2 separate regions of the Danio rerio genome follow, and region 2 is linked to region 1. A link is a contact called in public Hi-C data. All regions are on one chromosome and are shown on one strand. The core of a region is the stretch at or near the end of the contact, and the rest is flanking DNA. Distances in the headings are between cores, read along the strand shown. Region 1 overlaps LOC137488251 (a long non-coding RNA gene). Region 2 overlaps zfhx3a (zinc finger homeobox 3a).

Evidence for each region. Hi-C and Micro-C count contacts between places; a contact is called where the count stands out from the background.
Region 2: a contact with region 1 is called in a Hi-C map of embryo, with 2.4 times the contacts expected there. The contact joins two enhancer-like sites. A contact is called at or near these places in 4 of 18 Hi-C or Micro-C datasets (caudal fin, embryo and an unstated tissue) and 1 of 4 datasets of contacts at active chromatin or transcription factors (caudal fin).

What each region holds. Positions count from the first base shown.
Region 1 is chr18:7,175,624-7,181,091 of GRCz12tu, reverse strand. It overlaps LOC137488251 (a long non-coding RNA gene), which reads left to right. Exons shown (of 2, transcript XR_012394274.1): 2 at 4,858-5,468. Among named protein-coding and RNA genes, the nearest start is that of zfhx3a, 21 kb to the left of the region's middle. Within about 2 kb of position 2,646, at least 16 of the 62 cell types and tissues checked have an H3K27ac peak or open chromatin away from gene starts, as enhancers often do.
Region 2 is chr18:7,221,630-7,226,930 of GRCz12tu, reverse strand. It overlaps zfhx3a (zinc finger homeobox 3a), which reads right to left. Exons shown (of 9, transcript XM_687130.8): 4 at 3,120-3,209; 5 at 942-1,063. Among named protein-coding and RNA genes, the nearest start is that of zfhx3a, 25 kb to the right of the region's middle. Within about 2 kb of position 4,045, at least 25 of the 62 cell types and tissues checked have an H3K27ac peak or open chromatin away from gene starts, as enhancers often do.

The sequences.
Region 1 (5,468 bases), core at 1,397-3,896:
ACGACTCTGTGCAAAATGTCAAATAGAGATTGGGGCATCTTGATGCTATTCATGGAATTGTAAATCCTTATTTAACCCACCCAATTTCTGCCCTCCATATGACAACCAATGTGCTCTGCGGTTTAAAGCCTGTGACTGCTGTCTGTCTGCTGACCTGTGACCTTCACCTCCAGCAGCTACACACACACACACACACGTCTCACACACAGCGTCTGCTGCTCAAACCTCACCAAAATCTGCACACAACACCAACACAAGCCCTGCTCTCTCCACTGCCTTTCTGTAGGTGAGTCCACATCGCAAATATACTTCTGTTCTATTAATATGTGCATTTGTTGCTTGCTGTGCACAGCTAAATACACTTTGACTCTGTGTTGTTGTTTCTTAATATGATTTGTGTTATAGACTACTGATTGGCATCATGTTATATTAATTCATATTTTTGTCAAGGCCTTATGTCTTGCTTTAGTGGATACACTGACCTGTATTCGTTTGGAATTGTATATTAAAATGGTAGCCTAAAACATAAGCATTTGTCAAATTCAACATTTTAATGACAGTATACTATTTATTGTGTCAATTTTGTTAGTTATTTGTTACGTTTTTGCCTGTAAAATGTTTATGAGATGCTAAGATAAGATGAACATGAACTTGACTGGAAATCACCGGCCTAAAATCACGTTGCATTGATCGGAGAAGATCAGAAAGGTCAATCATGGAGCTTTAATATAATCTTCAGACAGACAGACAGACAGACAGACAGATAGACAGATAGACAGATAGACAGATAGATAGATAGATAGATAGATAGATAGATAGATAGATAGATAGATAGATAGATAGATAGATAGATTTTATGTCATACACCTTTCGCGATATTTTACGCAATTCAAAATGTCAGATTTTTGTTGTTTGGTTTACCTGTCGGTGTTTAAAAAAGACGACAGATACATCTGCAATGCGTTCATTTTGTTGGTTTGTTTAAATACAAAATCTAATTATAGTACACATTCATTATAAATTAGGAAATCAGCATTGAGAAAATTGCTTGGTATTTTAATTTCTAATTAACGGGAAACACCGCTGAATGAGGAAAAGCCTAAATGCCAGGCTCTGGGATTTATCTTTTTCTACCTGGAAAATTTCATCTCTTAAAAACGTTCGTGCTGTTTAACCTCTGTGCCACGAGCTGAAGTATAATATAGACTCTTCTGAATTAAAATAGAGCGTATAATTACGATTCATACCATATTATAATTTAATATCGGGCCTTTGATTCAGCAATTAACATTTTAGCATTCAAATAGTAGGCAAATCCCTGAGTAAATATTTAACACGTGATGCTGTTCTTGCTTCGAATATTAATCAAAATATTATCAACATTTGTTATTGGCTATAACTATAAGTTATATGTTAGCATATTAATATTATTACAGCTACAAATTTAGCAGAGAAAATACGCCTTAATGTAAATAGCCTATTGTGTTTAACACAAACCTATTCGTTCTTAAAACACATATCAGACTTCATTCTCTTTCACAAATAATAAGAATAATATAATCTAAAATGAAATTACAATAAAATTATAATCAAAATACAAATATAAAATAAGAAACCTTTACCGAACCGAAATTTTGCATTTTTCATAAGATCTCTGCTAAGTAGCTCTTAAAACTTTAAGTTATCATTATATATAAGCTATTATTATCACATTAAAGTTATTATTATATATAAGCTATTATATATTGTCATAATAAATTATCATTATATACGAGTTATATAGCCTATAGATTATATACACAAACCAGAACATTGGCTCGTACTGAAGACACAAAAAGAACGATATAAAAGGGAAAAAAACAACATCTTAGTCACAGAACATACAATCAAAACTATATAAGTTATCAAACTTAAACCTCAGAGGTGTTATTGGATTGCTTTTGAGTTTAATATTTATCAAATAAATCAAGAAATTGACAGCAAGTAGCCAAAAATGTTTTTAAGGAGCTTAAAATCGGAGTCTCTCCAGAATAACAGAGATCATGTCGGAAATCCAGTTCTGGAAAAAAAAGGCTGAACAATATTTTAGTAGCTTGATTTTAAATAATTTTTGCCATCATATTCTCCACAATAAAATACAATTTGCCAATGTCCATTTAGATGAAATAAATGCTATTTAATTATTCGTAGGCTATAAATGCAGACGAATCAAGTTAAACTAAATGATTTTATTAATTCACATTTTCATCGTCTCAGATTAATCCACCGCGTCCACGCAATTGGACTAACACAGAAATTATATTATATTTCTATCACGAAAAATTCGTTACAAAATAATCATTAGAAAATAATTTCGTTACAACGAAATAAAGAAAATCTCAATTTAAAAATCTGGCATTATTTGATAAACAAACGGAGCCTTAAAACATGAGTCACATAAAAATATTGAAGTGTGTCTGTGCCATTCGATTTAATCTGAACGAGTTTGTAATGAAGTGTACAGTGTGTGAACTTTAGCCATGTGAGAGGCCGTGGTCAGTGATTTGTGTAAATGGCCGTGATTTCTCGCGCAGACGCTGAAGAGACCGTGATGCAGCAGCTGTTCTCCGGTTCAGACGGAAGGTCAAGTGCATGACCTCGGGACAAAAGCCCAGTGCAGCCCAGTGTGTTTATCTGCCCATCACACGTACACGCACACACACACGCAGAGACAGACACACACACACACACACAAATCTGTTCCCCTGCATTGGCTATATTTTTGCCTTCATTTTATACAGCATAACATGTCAACGTTACGCATGAAATCATGCATAATTTATTGTCTCACACACAAATATCATGCACAGTTTTAATATTAGTTAAATGTTTTCGTGAAGTATATTTAAAAGCACATTATTGTTTGTTGTTAAATAATGTTACGTTCTGTGAGTAACGTCTACAAGATATGCATGCCCAAAATAATAAAAATAATATCAAAAGGGGAAAGAAGGAATAAATAAAATATTTTACAGCAAATTATTTAATTAATAAAGAAATAAAGAACATAAATGAAAAGAAACAAACGAAAAATATTAAAAGAAAGGCATTGTGTTCATTTTAGGCTGACATTTCTAATGCAGGCGGATAACTACACGTTTAGTTTACATTTAGCCCTCCAGAACTATAAAATAATAATAATATTATTTAATGGAAAGAAAAAAACTCATCCGAATCCAAAAAAACGAAATACCAGACGCAAAATACGATTCACAGACGGGGATTTTTAAATTGGAGCCATTTATTCTGGAATTAATTGAGTCTTCGTAATGTTGAATTCTGAACACGGACTGTGTTGTTTTAGGATTTGGGTTTTTATTATTTTGTCTTTTAAGCTCGCGGACCGAGTGAGAAATCACATGAGCCGTTATTTCATATCAAAATACTGATATTAAAATACCAGCTGACAGAAATAAATCTGTACACAGACCGCCATCTGCTGGAGCACAGAAGAACAGCAGGAGGATCAAAACCTAATCACAGATACATGGAGCAAAAAGACCAGTGTAATGCCGATTTAAATTTCGATCACACTAGTATTTGCAACATTAAACACTTTATTTGCATTTTATATGCTTTTAATGTACTTATATAAATTAACTTTTGTGTGAACTTAAATGTGCACACAATAAAAATCTGCACTTTAGATGCTGACAAAATATCCATGTTTATTGCATAAAACAATAATCAGGATCCAGAATTATAGCTTTATTTTGTATAATTGATACTTGATACTGTACTTTGTTTTTATTTTTTGTTTTTCTGTTAACGTCTATCGAATGAATGGCCGGGTTTAAAGAGATTGCACGGAAAAGGTAGTTGAATTTAATTAAATAAAAACACAAATTAACATATTTAATTATATTGTTTTTCAGCCTGTATACTTCGTTAATAATACTAAATAAAATAAAATAAATTATTAATTAACTTTTGTAAATTTCATTTGATGCAAACCCTTAAAAGGGAGTTTTGTCTTTGACCATACATACAGTAGTCAAAATTTGAAGAGAATCAAAAAGGTTTTTGAAGGTGTGTTTTCAATAGTTGTAGGACAACTTTGATGAAAAGTGAACCACTTTAAATGTTGAATACTGCATATGGCTAATCACATAGTCCAGAGAAGCCCAAATGGCCTTAGGGCAAGAGTTGGCCCATTGTCATCTTTGATTTGGCCCACTATCTGAGAAAAGAGTGAGAATGATGGAGAGGGTTAGGGTGAATGACTTTAACATCGACTTTCCTAATTTGATGTAAACTTTTTGTTTGTTTGTTTGTTTTATTGCAAAGCTACAAAAAAGCAAACTGAAATTAAATGTTTCAATAAATGTTGTAAATGAACCTCAGTTTTTAAAATGTAAATAGTGTGACGACAGATAGAGGACTGTACAGAAGACATCAGCAACAAATCAAGGCAAAAACTAGTGTAATAATAATAATAATAATAATAATAATAATTTTTAGAATAATAAAAATATATCTCTGTATTAATTCATATAAAGCACTGTTTTCTAGTTATTTTTAAATAGTATTAAATAAATTAGGAAATCATTCATGGCAGCTATATTTACCTTCAGCCCTCTATCCTCAATAAAGTTTGGTTTTTGGCTCTTCATAAAATTTTCTGAAAACATGAATGTAAAAATTTAAATATTGTCTGGATTTAATAAAAATAATTTCTGCATTGTCAAACCATTCTTCTAGGTTTAGTAGGTTTCCTTTGTCACTCAATGTTTTGTTGAATATTTTAAAGCTGCTAGATAAAAACAAAAAATATGCATGCATGTATAAATGACTATGTTCATCACTTTATAACCACAGTCTACCCATCTTCTGATGGCTACTTCCAGTAGGATACTGCACATATAAAGCGTGAATCATCTCAGACTGGTTTCCTGAACATGTCAATGAGTTCACTGTACGCAAATGGCCTCCACAGTCACCAGACTCAATCCAATAGAGCAACTTTTGGATGTGGTAGAACGGGAGATTCGCAACATGGATGTGCAGCCGACAAATCTGCAGCAACTGTGTAATGCTATCATGTCAATATGGAGCAAAATCTCTGAAGAATATTTCCAGTATCTTGTTGAATCTATGCCATGAAAGATTAAGGCAGTTCTGAAGGCAAAAAGGGGTTCCAACCCGGTACTAGTAAGGTGTACCTACTAAAGTGGCCGGAGCAAAAACATACTGATTTAAATTGAGCTTATATGCTTTCCAAGTATTTAAATTAACTTCTGTAAATTTCATTTAATGCAAACAATAAAATGGGATGTTTTGTCTTAGACTGTAAACCTAAGCATATATACAGTTGAAACCAGAAGTTTACATACACTGTATAAAAAGGGACAGTTAAGGTAAGTTATGATTATCAAATTTGTTTCTGTTCTGCTTAGCAGAATAATAAGAGGCATATTTGTTTAGAAACT
Region 2 (5,301 bases), core at 2,796-5,295, 44 kb before region 1:
TGCAGTGGTATTAAATCATTTTTAAGTGGGTACCGATCCAGCCTCCCAGCAAGAAGGTCGCTTGGTTCAAGCATCAGCTGGGTCAGTTGGCATTTCTGTGTGGAGTTTGCATGTTCTCTCCGTGTTTGCGTGGGTTTCCTCAAGGTGCTCCGGTTTCCCCCACAAGACCAAAGACATGCGCTATAGGCGAATTGGGTAAGCTAAATTGTCTTTAGTGTATTTGTGTGAATGGAAGTGTATGGATGTTTCCCAGTTATGGGTTGCAGCTGGATGGGCATCCGCTGCGTAAAAAATAAGCAGGAAAAGTTAGTGATTCATTCTGCTGTGGCGACCCCAAATTATAAAGGGACTAAGCCAAAAAGAAAATAAATAAATGAATGTATTGGTATAGCTGTTTCCACGAAGAAACTTTAACACCCACAGCACAGACAGGTTCTCTACAGTGAAAAAAGCTTCCAAAAGAGGCTTTCATGCCATTTAAGAAGCATTTTGGGATCCTCAAAGACAATCTAATGATTTAGTGAAAAGCTCTAAGAGAACCTTTTTTTTTTTTTTTAATATGAACATTTGTAAAGATCTAAAGAAACCTTTTCACTGTAGAGATCCTGTCTGTGCAGTGGGTGTTGAAGTTTCTTCATGCAACCATCAATACCAATAATGAACCTTTATTTTTAAGAGTGCATGAATGGTATGAATTTAATACTAATGCATATCTGATATCATCATCATACCACTTTCACATTTTTTAAAGAATGTATGAACAATCCATTTTATTTTTTTCTGCCGGATGTACATGAGTTTTTATACAGGACAATGTTGTTTATCTCATGTACATATTATTATTGCACACCTTTGCTATTGCCATGTTTATTTTAAGAGTTAGTCCAAACATTGCACTGTTTGTGTGTATGTGTGTGTGTGCAAAATATATCGCAACAGACCTCTTCTTGCATTCGTGGCTGTTTGCAGGGAGAAGCTTCATCTGACTCCTCGGATCCAGATGAGGGACGTTTAGGACTTGAAGATGATTCGTTTTGCTCCGCCTCCGTTTCAATAATTCCTTCTACAAGCAAAATATGAAAAGGAAAGATTATTTTTTTAAGTGAGGAAAACTTTGAAAACAGTGGTTCTAGGGCTGAACGATATTGGTAAAATCTGATATTGTGATAATTTATTTTTCTGCGATAAATAGAGATTGATAAATAGAGATATTAACTGAATAATCACAAGGCAAACAATGCTTTTTTTACTTTTTTTTTAGTTCAAATATCTAAAAAAAATTCTCAGACCGAGTACAAATATTGTTTAATTTTCACCATCAGAAGAAATGAGTGAAAATTAAGAGTTTTTCTGCTTGTTTTAAGGAAATTATCTGCCCTTGGAAATTATGCATTGTGTTATGTATAGTTATTTTTAAGCCAAAAGAAATGGTCCATATAAATGGTTGGTCTCTAGCAAGTGTTTTTGTTCAGCACAGTTTTTTAGGGAATTAAATGGATACGTATTTATTGTAATCAACCAAGGAAGCTGTTGGTTATCTGTTTCAGTAATTTTAACCCTTTAACTGCCTGCTCAACTAAACGGTTGACCATATGTTGACTGTTTTAAACAATGACTGTTAAATTAATTTAAAGAATGACTGTCTTAAATAATGGCTTGCACACACAGCATTTTTGGTTTACATAAAATAAATAAATAAAAAAAAACATCATGTTGCACCACTACACTTGATTTTGGTTTTATTGTAAAAAAAAAAAAAAAAAAAACGAACAAGAAAACTTGTTAAATGAAAATCTGAAATATTTTATAGGACACTTCAAAAATCAAGATGATTTAGTATTCAAAATGTTTTATTTTCATTATGTTTTTAAATAAATTGGTCTTGCACTTCATATTTTCAGATTATTTTTATAGTATATGTATTATTACCAGAACTTTTACCTTTTAAACCGACATATAAACCATTTGGTTGAGGTTGATATTTTAGAAACAATGGGATGTGTTGAAAAAAATGCATTGAGTGTGTTAACTAGTGACATCAGGAATAAAGAAATGCAATCCAACATTTTTTTCAAGAATGTAAACAAAATAAAGCAAAAATTGATTAAAAAGAATGCCAAATTGAACAATTTTAGTGATGTTTACATACAATATTCAAAATGATCAAAGAAAAAAAATCAATGCGTTGCATGCTCGAATTTTGACAATGGCAAATGATTTACTTTATGCAAATGTTAATGTTAATCCAATTAATAAAAACTCTTAGTGGGACAGCTAAAATGTTAATTTTATTTATAAAAATAAATGTAAAATAGATTTAATACAAGACCTGATTTTTCCCCATTAATTCTCCATGGTTGTTTCCATCTTCTTGGTTAACTAAAACCTCAGTGGGAGGGTCCAGTGTATGATTTACTTTATGCAAATATTAATGCATTGTTTAAACATACTACTAGCTGTTTTCAATTATACATTTTTTTTGGAGCAAAATAAAGCTAAAATTCATTTTAACATATGTTAAATTTAACTATTTTAGACACGTTTACATGCAATATTCCTAATTATCAAAGAAAAAAAATCATAATGCATTGCATGCTCAAATTTTGGCCATGCCAAATGATTTATTTTATGCAAATGGTAATGTTTATCCAACTGGTGGTGCAGTTAAAAGGTTCATTTTTGTAATAAAACAGTTTTTGTAAAATGGATTTAATACAAGACCTGATTTTTATCCCCATAAATTCTCCATATTTGTTTCCATCTTCTTGGTTAGCTGAAACCTCAGTGGGAGAGTCCAGTTTATGATTTACTTTATGCAAATATTAATGCTGTGTAAGCATACTACTAACTGTTTTCAATTATACATTTTTTTCAAAGCAAAATAAAGCTGAAATTGATTAAAAATATGTTAAATTTAACAATTTTACACGTTTACATACAATAATTCTAATTATCAAAGAAAAAAATCATAATGCGATGCATGTTAAAAAGTGACAATGGCAAATGATGTTTTCATGCAAATGTTAACGTTAATCAAAAAATATATATAAATTTTGGTAGTGCAGTTAAAGGGTTAATTTAGCAATAAAACTAAATGTAAAACAGATTTAATACAAGACCTGATTTTTTCCCCATTAATTCTCCATGTTTGTTTCCATCTTCTTGGTTAGCCGAAACCTCAGTGGGAGAGTCCATCCCATTCATATCTCCTTGAAGAGAAAAAAAACAACAACAATTTCTCAGTTTTCATGTATGCCACTGAATCTTATTTGTTTCCTAAACATATTGATATTTCAATCAGCACTCCAGTTATTTGACTGCAGAATAAATGTACCTTAGCAAAACAATCCTGAAGGCAGGATCACATTCAAACCTATAGGGGTCAGTCTACACTAGCTCCTACACTACACCTATCTAACCTGCTCAAACGCTAAACACAAAGACAAACCCACACAAAACAGTAGCTAGTAATGTACACATTCACGCAGAAGTGAAATATATATATCGATCCTCTATAGTTTAACATACACAGAGAGATATGAGGGAAGAAAATCAGCAAGCGGCGTCAGCAGAGCTTCATTTGACCTGTGGGGATTTGAAAAGTCACAGGAGGAAGATAATGCAGCAGAGGTCAGGAGGGTCGCGCACAAAGAGTCCATTTCAAAGCACAAATTGGGGAACAATGCCGCCATGACAGCCTTTAAAAATTATCTTTATACAATAGCTCTGCGTATTGTGCTCGCTTTGAGCGCGTTGTACTTGTTTTTTTGGTTAAAAGAGACATTTTTAAATGCACTCACTCCCTGACTGTGCAAATCCAAACCATGTGGGCTGACAATATTTTGACATGTGTTTTTTAATCTTCCTGATGAGCGCAGACACTCTGAAATCAAAAAAAGAGAGCGTGCACTGATTCAAAAAAGCGCAGTGATGCACTGTTGTTCTTTTGCAGCGTCTGTAAGCTTCGGCTGAGCTCCGTAGGTACAAAACACACAGCCTCGGGACACACTAAACCAGATATCCCCCCCCCATTCAACACCCTCCCTCTCCTCATCCTCTTCTCTCTTGCTTTCTGCCTTTCTGCTTTCTTAGCAGAGTAATTGTTCTGCTACGTTGGGGGAAGGGAAAGAAGAACAGAGTTGATTTGGGTGGGTTTTGGGAAGGGGGGTGGTTGGGGTATTAGAGGGGGGCAAGTGGAAACAAAAAAAGAAATGCATGAGGCTTGTCATAACAGACCAATCAAAGGCAGGCCGAGGTATCTTCTGGTGGTTCTTTGAGAAGGTGATTATGACAGAGGGTGAGAGAGAGAGCGAGAAAGGCCATCTGAACACCAATTATCCTGACAGACACGCTATTGATTTCCTATCAAACCAACACACCCATAAACACAGAACACATAACCTGAAACTGTCAAATCCGCTCTAGTTACGACCGCCCCATTGAGCCCTCTCGCTCAGTCATTCTCTCAAAGTCACACACACCGCACTAAACCTGACCGAAAAACCTGAGTCTATTGTTGAGCAGCTCTCACGGGGGATAAAAAAAAATTACAGCTTGGAGGAGTACAATTAATAAATAAACTGCACAACAGCAATTAAAAACTTTCATTAATTGGGAAAATGCACGCTCAAACTGTTACAAAATGGCAGATAATCTACGTTATGCACTGTTGAGTTTTACTGCTAACTGTTTGTAGTTATTATCATTTTTAAAGCAATTTTTTAGACAATTTTAGACACTTTACATACAATTATTTTAATCATCAACAGCAAAAATAATGTGTTGCATGTTTGAATTATGAAAAAAAAGGTAGATGATTATCTTTATGCAAATATTAATGCAATGTACTACTAAATGTTTTCAATTATATATTTTTTGGAGGCAAAATAATGCTAAATTGAACCATTTTATACACGTTAACCTGCAATAATCCAAATTATCAAAAGAAAAAGTAGATGATTTACTGTATGCAAATGGTAATGTATGGTTTAATTTACTACTTTTTTTAAAAGCAAAATGAGCCAAACGTAACAATTTTAGACATTTTACACACAATAAATCCAAATTATCAAAGGCAATAAAATCATAATGTGATGCATGTTCAAACTGCGACAATGGTGAACGATTTACCTTATGCAATGTTAATGTACTGTTTATTTTTAAAGCAAAATAAGCCAAAATCGGCATTTTAGATTTTGTATCTTGATGAAATGCTCTCTGCTGTCTTTCATGTAGTAGATACTGATTATGATTATTATTTCAGTGGATTTATTTTTCTGTGAGTGCGGTATAAATTGATCA